Linked DNA regions of Lactuca sativa: region 1 is linked to region 2. Evidence: chromatin contacts called from public Hi-C data. All regions are on one chromosome and are shown on one strand. Each heading gives the region's core, a stretch centred on a gene start, on an enhancer-like site or on the middle of the called end of the contact. The rest is flanking DNA. Distances are from core to core; before and after follow the strand shown. Region 1 holds the start of LOC111904249. Region 2 holds the start of LOC111904215.

What was found. A called contact is a pair of places that touch in the nucleus more often than the background predicts.
Region 1: a Hi-C map of leaf shows a contact between it and region 2, with 3 times the contacts expected there. The contact joins the promoter of LOC111904249 here to the promoter of LOC111904215 in region 2. A contact is called at or near these places in 2 of 4 Hi-C or Micro-C datasets (leaf and seed).

What each region holds. Positions count from the first base shown.
Region 1 is chr7:154,205,949-154,209,727 of Lsat_Salinas_v11, forward strand. It overlaps LOC111904249, which reads left to right and starts at 2,342. Exons shown (of 5, transcript XM_023900029.2): 1 at 2,342-2,628; 2 at 2,768-2,789; 3 at 2,875-2,980; 4 at 3,073-3,180; 5 at 3,251-3,493. The coding sequence starts at 2,565. The coding sequence ends at 3,352. It overlaps LOC111904213 (probable E3 ubiquitin-protein ligase RHY1A), which reads left to right. Exons shown (of 4, transcript XM_023899994.3): 3 at 156-343; 4 at 417-857. The coding sequence ends at 768.
Region 2 is chr7:153,940,918-153,944,854 of Lsat_Salinas_v11, forward strand. It overlaps LOC111904215, which reads right to left and starts at 1,403. Exons shown (of 4, transcript XM_023899996.2): 1 at 908-1,403; 2 at 552-780; 3 at 343-467; 4 at 1-244. The coding sequence starts at 1,246. The coding sequence ends at 161.

The DNA of each region.
Region 1 (3,779 bases), core at 1,092-3,591, 270 kb after region 2:
TACAAAATCCCCAAAACACACCATGAATCAACCACTTTTAATTTCTCGGTTAAATTAAATTTATCAAAACCTAAAATCAACAGTCGATCACTTTACGTGCCTTAGATGATCTTAAGCATACAATTACTGATATGTTATTCGTTGTTAAAAATCAGGAACATGAATCATTTCACCCTGAACAAGTTCATAATCAATCTCCAACCGGTAGCATTATAAATTCAGAAGATTTCAGAAGCATACACAGACACAGAGCCACTGGGAATGACAGGCTTCCTGGATCTGTATTACTTGCAAGAGAAAGACTTCTTGAAAGATTGAGAGGTGTCTCTGTTTCTCAAAACAGGTATTATAAAATTTCATCAATCTTTCAAAATTCAAACTCATGTTAATCAAAATTAACAATAATCTTATTATAGACAAAGCAGCAGTTCTTCATCAAACAGTCATCAAGATGACAGTAATCTGTATGAAGAAATGGCATCTGAATCATGGCAACCATTAGCAAGAAATCATCATCATCATCATCCTGGACTTCATCAAGATGCCTTAAATTGTTTAAAATTAGAGGTTTTTGGTGATGATGGAAAAGGAAATGAGACTTCAAGGGAGTGTACGATTTGTTTGGAGAGTTTTGAAAATGGTGATGAAGTGATACGATTGCATTGTTTTCATGTATTCCATTCCGGCTGCTTGATTCCATGGATTAGGTTATGTGGGGCTTGCCCAAATTGTAGAAAGGGTATAACCGTAAATGTAAATGTGTTATGAAAAGATTAGACTCTGTTTGATGCACATATGACATAACTAAAGTAAAATTGCTTATAAGCTGACTTTTTAAAAAAAAACTATTTGGTGTAGATTGAGTGAATGATTTTGTATAGAGGGTTTGATACCATGTAATTTGTTATGTATGCATCTATGCTCATTTGGAATTAATATTTAAAAAGATTTCAAAACAGTTTTTTATTAGCTCATTTATAAAACAATGTAATTCTTAAACACACTTTCAGTTAAACATTATTTCGTGTGAATGCACTTCTATAAATACAATTGAATCTCTCGAGTTGAGATGTATTCTTAAAAAAAAAAACTACGTGAATTTCGAAAGGGCAACAATTATTCAATGGATGACACAAAGTCGCAAGATTTTAATATTACATGATAAAAGTTTTAATAGTTACTATTTTTTTGAACCTTATTAAGGTTGAATGATACTAGTTATTGAAATTGGACATTATTTCCAACAAAAAAGCCTAAATACTACATTTAGATCACAATATATTCTTGACATGGGTTATCATGTTTTGGTTCCCGTTGGTTTTGGTTAAAAAAAATGAACGGTAAGTTTTGGTTTTTGATTTTTAGAGTAACCATATTGATAATAAATATTATTATTATAATTTATTTTGGTTTTTAGTTTCTATTATTAGGTTTAATTTAAACAAAAAAAGTAATTTTAGTAAGAACAAATATACAAGGCACATAAACGTGTGCTTATCTTTTCATTTTTTTCTAATAGGAAATTTAGTTAACAATATAGATTTGGATCGATATTTATTATTTATTATAGGCAGAAATGTGGACATAAATTATTTTATTGGCTTATATAAGAATATAAGATTGCTTAGTATTTTATATGAATAAATAAGAAATTGACTGAATTATATATTTGGTGATTTTTCTTATTATGATGAATATGCTACTATCAATCAGTGTCAGGTTTTATTTAGGTTTTATCATTTTTGGGTTTAGCGTAAAAAAGTCATTTTATTCTAATAAAAAACAAAAAGTTAATTTAAAAAAGTTTTTTTTTTTTTTTTTTTTTTTTTTTAATTTTTATTTTTTATGTGGATGACACATGAACTGTTATCGATAGAGTAAATTACACCAATGGTCCCTATGGTTTAGGGTAATTTGCATGTTTGGTTCCTAACTTATTTCTTTTAACTCGTAAGGTCTCTATTATTTGTTTTTGTTACACGTTTGGTCCCTGTCTTACCTAAAAATACTATTTTCCTTTGATTTTTTATTTATTTATTTAAATAAACACACCCCCAACTCCACCCCTCTCATTTTATCTTACTTACCTCATCATTTTTCCCTATTTAAATAATACTATTTTTAGGTAAGATAGGGACCAAGCGTGTGACAAAAACAAACAATAGCGACCAAGTGCGTAACAAAAACAATTAATAGGGATCTTCCGAGTTAAAGAAATAAGTTAGGGACCAAACGTACAAATTATCCCAAACCATAAGGACCATTCGTGTAATTTACTCTATCGGATACAGATATAGATATAGATGATCATAAATCTTCTACATGACATGTCTTCACTATGAGTCTATGACTACAATTTTAAGAGTTTAAAGTTTTAATTAGCACAATAATTTTAAGAGTTTAAGGGCTTAATTAGCACAATTTAAAGCTAGCGGTTTCTATAACTTTCTGACTTTAACAATGAACATTAGTGTTTCAAAGAATTCTAATATCTCAATCATTTTATTGCTACTGAAGCTACTACATCAGATAAACAAAATTAGGGTTTAAACTTCAAACATACAATGACCTCCAGCAGCTTGTTAGTCGCAGAAACCATCTGGACAGAAATCCAATCCACTCGTTCAGGTACGCATACAGCCATGAATTCTATCTCAATTCGATCTTATATCCCCTAATTCTTCTTCTTCATCTTCTTCTTCTTCTTCCCAAAAATGAGTCTGATTTTCGTTCTTTTAAATCGCATTTGAAACTCTGATCGAAACAGTGACGGATGATCAGCTTTCGATGTGAGTAATCTACTTGATCTATCCTTGATTCTTCTATTACACAATTTACACATAAATTGACTGATCCTTCAACATGAAAACACAGTTTGCATACTTTATTTGGTAAAAATCTGGAAAGGGCAAGCAGGATAGTTGATCAACGAGGTGTCAAGAAGATATCCGGAGAACCCAGTGGGCGCTCCATCTTTCAGGTTTCTCTGTTGCGATCTTCTGAATTCCACTGATTATTTGTTGAAAATTATAACCAGTGCTTGAGGTTTGAACTTTGAAATGGCATTTGCAGATTACGGGAGAGTCTAAAAAGAAGGAAGAATACCTTTGTTTCCCAGAACACTATTGTGCTTGTTATTCGTTTTTCTATGACATTGTCAACAAAAGAGAACAGCTTTGTGTAAGGCTTTCTTCCATTTCCATTTTCGTTTTTGTTTCCTTGATTTTGATTATCGTTTCTTCTTTCTCAGTGCAAACATCAATTGGCTGCTAGACTTGCTGTGTCATTGGGTACATGTGTTGATGTGAAGGTGTCTGATGAACAACTCGCATATCTTCTTGCAAAACTCTAACATGATACACAACTTGATAGTTTTTGAAGATATAACAGTTATCAAAATCTATTAATCATATAACATAAGAAATGTAGGAACAAGTATGGAATGGAATGACAAGGAAATGGAATGGAATTGATCATTATCATTCGGTTGTCATGTTTGGCTACTCACCTAGAATGGAACGTGTCATTGATTTGTGTTGTTTGGTTTACAGAATGTTTTTTTTTTCGCTAAAATTATAAATAAATTGAAAAAATAATTTCATAAGAAACATATGAATATTTTTGCAACATCAACAAGAAACAACCGTTATTTTTAGACAACTTAAAAATGAAAAATCATAGGAATTTCCTTGGTAGATTGGAATGTATATAATTTGAAATGAGATTAGTCAATTATTTTTTTAAAAGATATTACAGAGGGGTGAGGTTGATTATGTATT
Region 2 (3,937 bases), core at 153-2,652:
ATAATTTCAACATGTAATGACGTGATAACTCTAATAGCTCCAGCCTAAATCTACACAAGTGGTTTCATATTCTCAATTAGTGACCAAAATAAATGCAACATTTCTGCCATTTCTGCAACTCCAACTTCCTACAATTGTAACACCAGAACTACCACTTTTGTTACTTGATCCCTGCTTTCTCTAAGCTTGCCATGTATGTCATGTAACAAGTCCATATATACGCAAATGAGTTGCTCACTAATGGCTGCATTTTCACAAAACCAATACATATGATTTAACATCAAAATATTCATGAATCAATGAATCAAATCAATGAAGAAATGAACTTTTTCAATTGATTACCTGCAAATGAACAGGGACGAATCTGAATGTGATAAAATCACAAACAGGCCAATACATAACACCATTGATCATAGTTGGAATCAAATCTCGCTTCAATCTAGCAACAATTTCTCTACCACTTTCACCTGTGAAACATTCGATCAAGATTACACAAATCTCAAAGTAAAACACCAAAGGCAGCCATTAAAATGCAAGCAAGAAACTAGTACCTTGTATGCCTGCATTCACAGAGAAGAACACGACAGTCATAACAGGTCCAAATATCGCCTGACCCAAGAACATTTTCTTGAATGTTGACATAAGGTCACGATTTGGAAAGATTCTCGATACAAAATTGAACCAATAATGTAGTGCTGGACCTAATACGATCATTCCATATCCAGCCATGCGAAAAGTTCTTATACCATCGTAAGACTCTGAAGATGATCGAGTAATTGTCTGAATATGAGTTGAACAAGAAAAGAACACATTTTGGAACATATAAACTCGATTAAAAATCAAGAAATTACAACCCCAGTAACAAGAAGAAGAAATCTAACAGAAAACGAAGAACAGATTCAAGTACCTGAGAGGATAAATCAGAAGCAGTATAAATAAGAGCAGAGGTGATGCTTTTAGTAACAATGGGTCGGGTTTTAATCATACCCAAATACCATCCAATAAACGCACTCTTTGAAATCGACGATAAACGCGATGCGCTCTGTGTATTTGTGGTCGGGAATGGAACAGAAAACTCGATGTCTTTCACTTTTCTTTGAGGAAATCGGGAGTATGAAGCTTTGGGTTGTTGGAAAGGGGTTCTGGTAATCGGAGCTCCAAGTGAATCGGAAATCGAGTGTCTTCTCCATATGGTGTTGATGTAGATGTGTGCTTTGTTGCCATTCTTGAGGAAACCTGCGCTCATTTTTTTTTTCGTTTCTTCTCCTGAATTTGTGGGTGAAGGTGTGGTTGTTTCTAGGGTTTATGTAGGTGAGATTTTAAGGAAGTCGGCTTGTTTTTGGTTTAGTCAAGAAAAGACGTGTCGTGGTGTCAAGAGTTCAAGATTTATGTAGTTTGGACAGACATCCTCGTCGACCGAAGGAAGTCGACTCCTTTTTTCAGAAAAGGACTACTTATCATTTTAATTACGCTTTACATCAATCTTTCATTTGGTTTGTGTAAATTATGTGGTTGTCTATTTTTTTTCACTAAAGATTTTTATAATTTAGTTTTAGTTTTTGCTTTGGTTTTGGTCTGAAATTAAATTAATATAATAGTTATATTGCTTTTTCCATTTATGTTTTTAATTGTTGTATAATTATTTATGTTATTAGAACATCCGTTACCGTCTTCACGACCACCACCGTTTTCCACCTCCAAGCCACCACCACAACTCTTCCTGAACCTAGTTGGGATGGTGCTCAACATCCACTTCCTTGTGGACTCAAGAGAGAAGAAGCCAGGAAGAGAGAAGAGAGGAGAATAGAGACCTAATGAGTTGGTGTTTGTATTCTAGATATAACTAATAGTGATTGATGTATAATCTCAAAAATGTTAAAAGGATAACATTTCTACCGATTAGAAGTAAATTATATCAAATAAAGTTTAATCCACCCATTATCACCACAATGTTTTAGATGGTACTACCGGGTTGTATCTTGTGCTCAATCATAGATATTCATTAGAAAGGAAGTCATACATCAAAGTGTATAGTTCCTTAATAATTATTTTTTCTATACTTTAGTGAAAATTTATTAAGAATCTTTTATATATAAATAAGATTCATATATATCAAATAAACTACATTATTTATCTTCAAAGAGCCATTTCTTGAAGTTGAAATATGTGTATTTCATTTATACAATAAATATAACAATGTCATGGATAAGTTTGATTTAAAACAAGTTTAAGTCAAAAGTGTTTGCATATAAAACTTAATTTTATTCATAAAATACTGATATTTACTTTGTAATTCTATTAAGAGTTCTAACCTCAGAAATAGAAGTCAACCTTTTCAGAATATGAGTATTATTATTATGAAAAATGATCTAGTAAATAATCAAACATTTAAACAAATAACTAAGACATAAATATTTACGCATGCTAAATTTAAAGCATACATTGTTCCAAAACAAACATTGTTTTATACTACAAGCAATTTATGTTCTAAGCATAAATAATAAACTAAACTTCGAAAGTATAGTTCCAACTTGCTTGTGCTCAGCTAGTTACACTTCTGTAAATATTTGCAATCAAGTTTCAAATATTAGATTAACATTCAAGTACCAAGTACTTGAGTGTTACACGAAAAAGTATGAGTTCTATCCAGTAGATACATGAAGTACTAGTCTCTTTCAGACTTTCTTTCTAGATAAGAGGATCAGTTCCTCTACCAGTATCCAGTTTCTTCACAAAAGAAACAAAATCCATCTATATGGGACTTATTGGATTTCTTAGGTTTAAAGGTGTTTATTTCATAAAACATGGGCATTTTAGATTACACAATGTGACTCTTTTAGCCTTGCACTATTCCAACAAAACATCACTATATTTATTGGAATATTGATTAACCTGTTATATTATATATATATATATATATATATATATATATATATAAATTATCCAAAACTTCTTAGTCATGAATAATTGTTCCTAGTATAATGTTAGAAGCATCTTGAGCAACACTATGATGCATTTACTAGGTATAATATTCAGGTTTATTGCTCAAAGCAATTCTTTTAGGAATATGTCCTTTAAGTGTATATAATTTTACATCTCTCATGAGATTGTCTCTTAAGACATGAACTCATTCATTGAAGTTGCATCTATTGAATGTTATTGTTTCATTAAGTCATTTAAAGAGAAATGACAATTCATGGTTATGAGAGTGGATTATATATTTATAAAATTTTAACAAAATTCATTTAGTATTTTCAATATTTAATCTTTAATAATTAATACCCTTTTAGTTTCTAAAAACATTAATTATCAAAGTCTAGGGTCCAAGTTGCAAAACAAATAAATGGTTAGGTATCATTTATCCCATCCATCCGAATTCAACCCGGTAGATATCGATTATCAATTATATCTTAACATATAATTCCTAGATTTATGGGATGACTAATAACAAATTTAATTAGACATGTTTGATCTCATTATGCCTCATAACTCTCTTGCTTAGGTATCATTTATCATAAGGGATCTCCGATCAAATCATCCATTTTGAAAAACTTGTGTAATCGGCCTATAACTTGGTCATAGAAATCGACAAAACGCCTCGACCATCAAAAGATGACACTAAGCGGTTAGGTATCATTTATCCCACTAGTGCATACAAGAGACGTGCGAATGTTCTTTAAAAATGATTGCATAGATTTGAGGTTTGTAAGAGGTCTTTGATGTTTTAATAATTATAGTTTAAAAAACATGTTATATCATGGTTATTGCATACATTCAATAAACAATGGTATACTTTAAAAAACTTATTTCATGTTAAAATCACATTTTTAACAATGTTCTATATATAAAACCCAGTTTTATATAATTGACGCGATCAAAGTTTTAAATTAATAATTAATATTAAGTTATATCGTTTGAGCGTTTTAGAACATTTGGA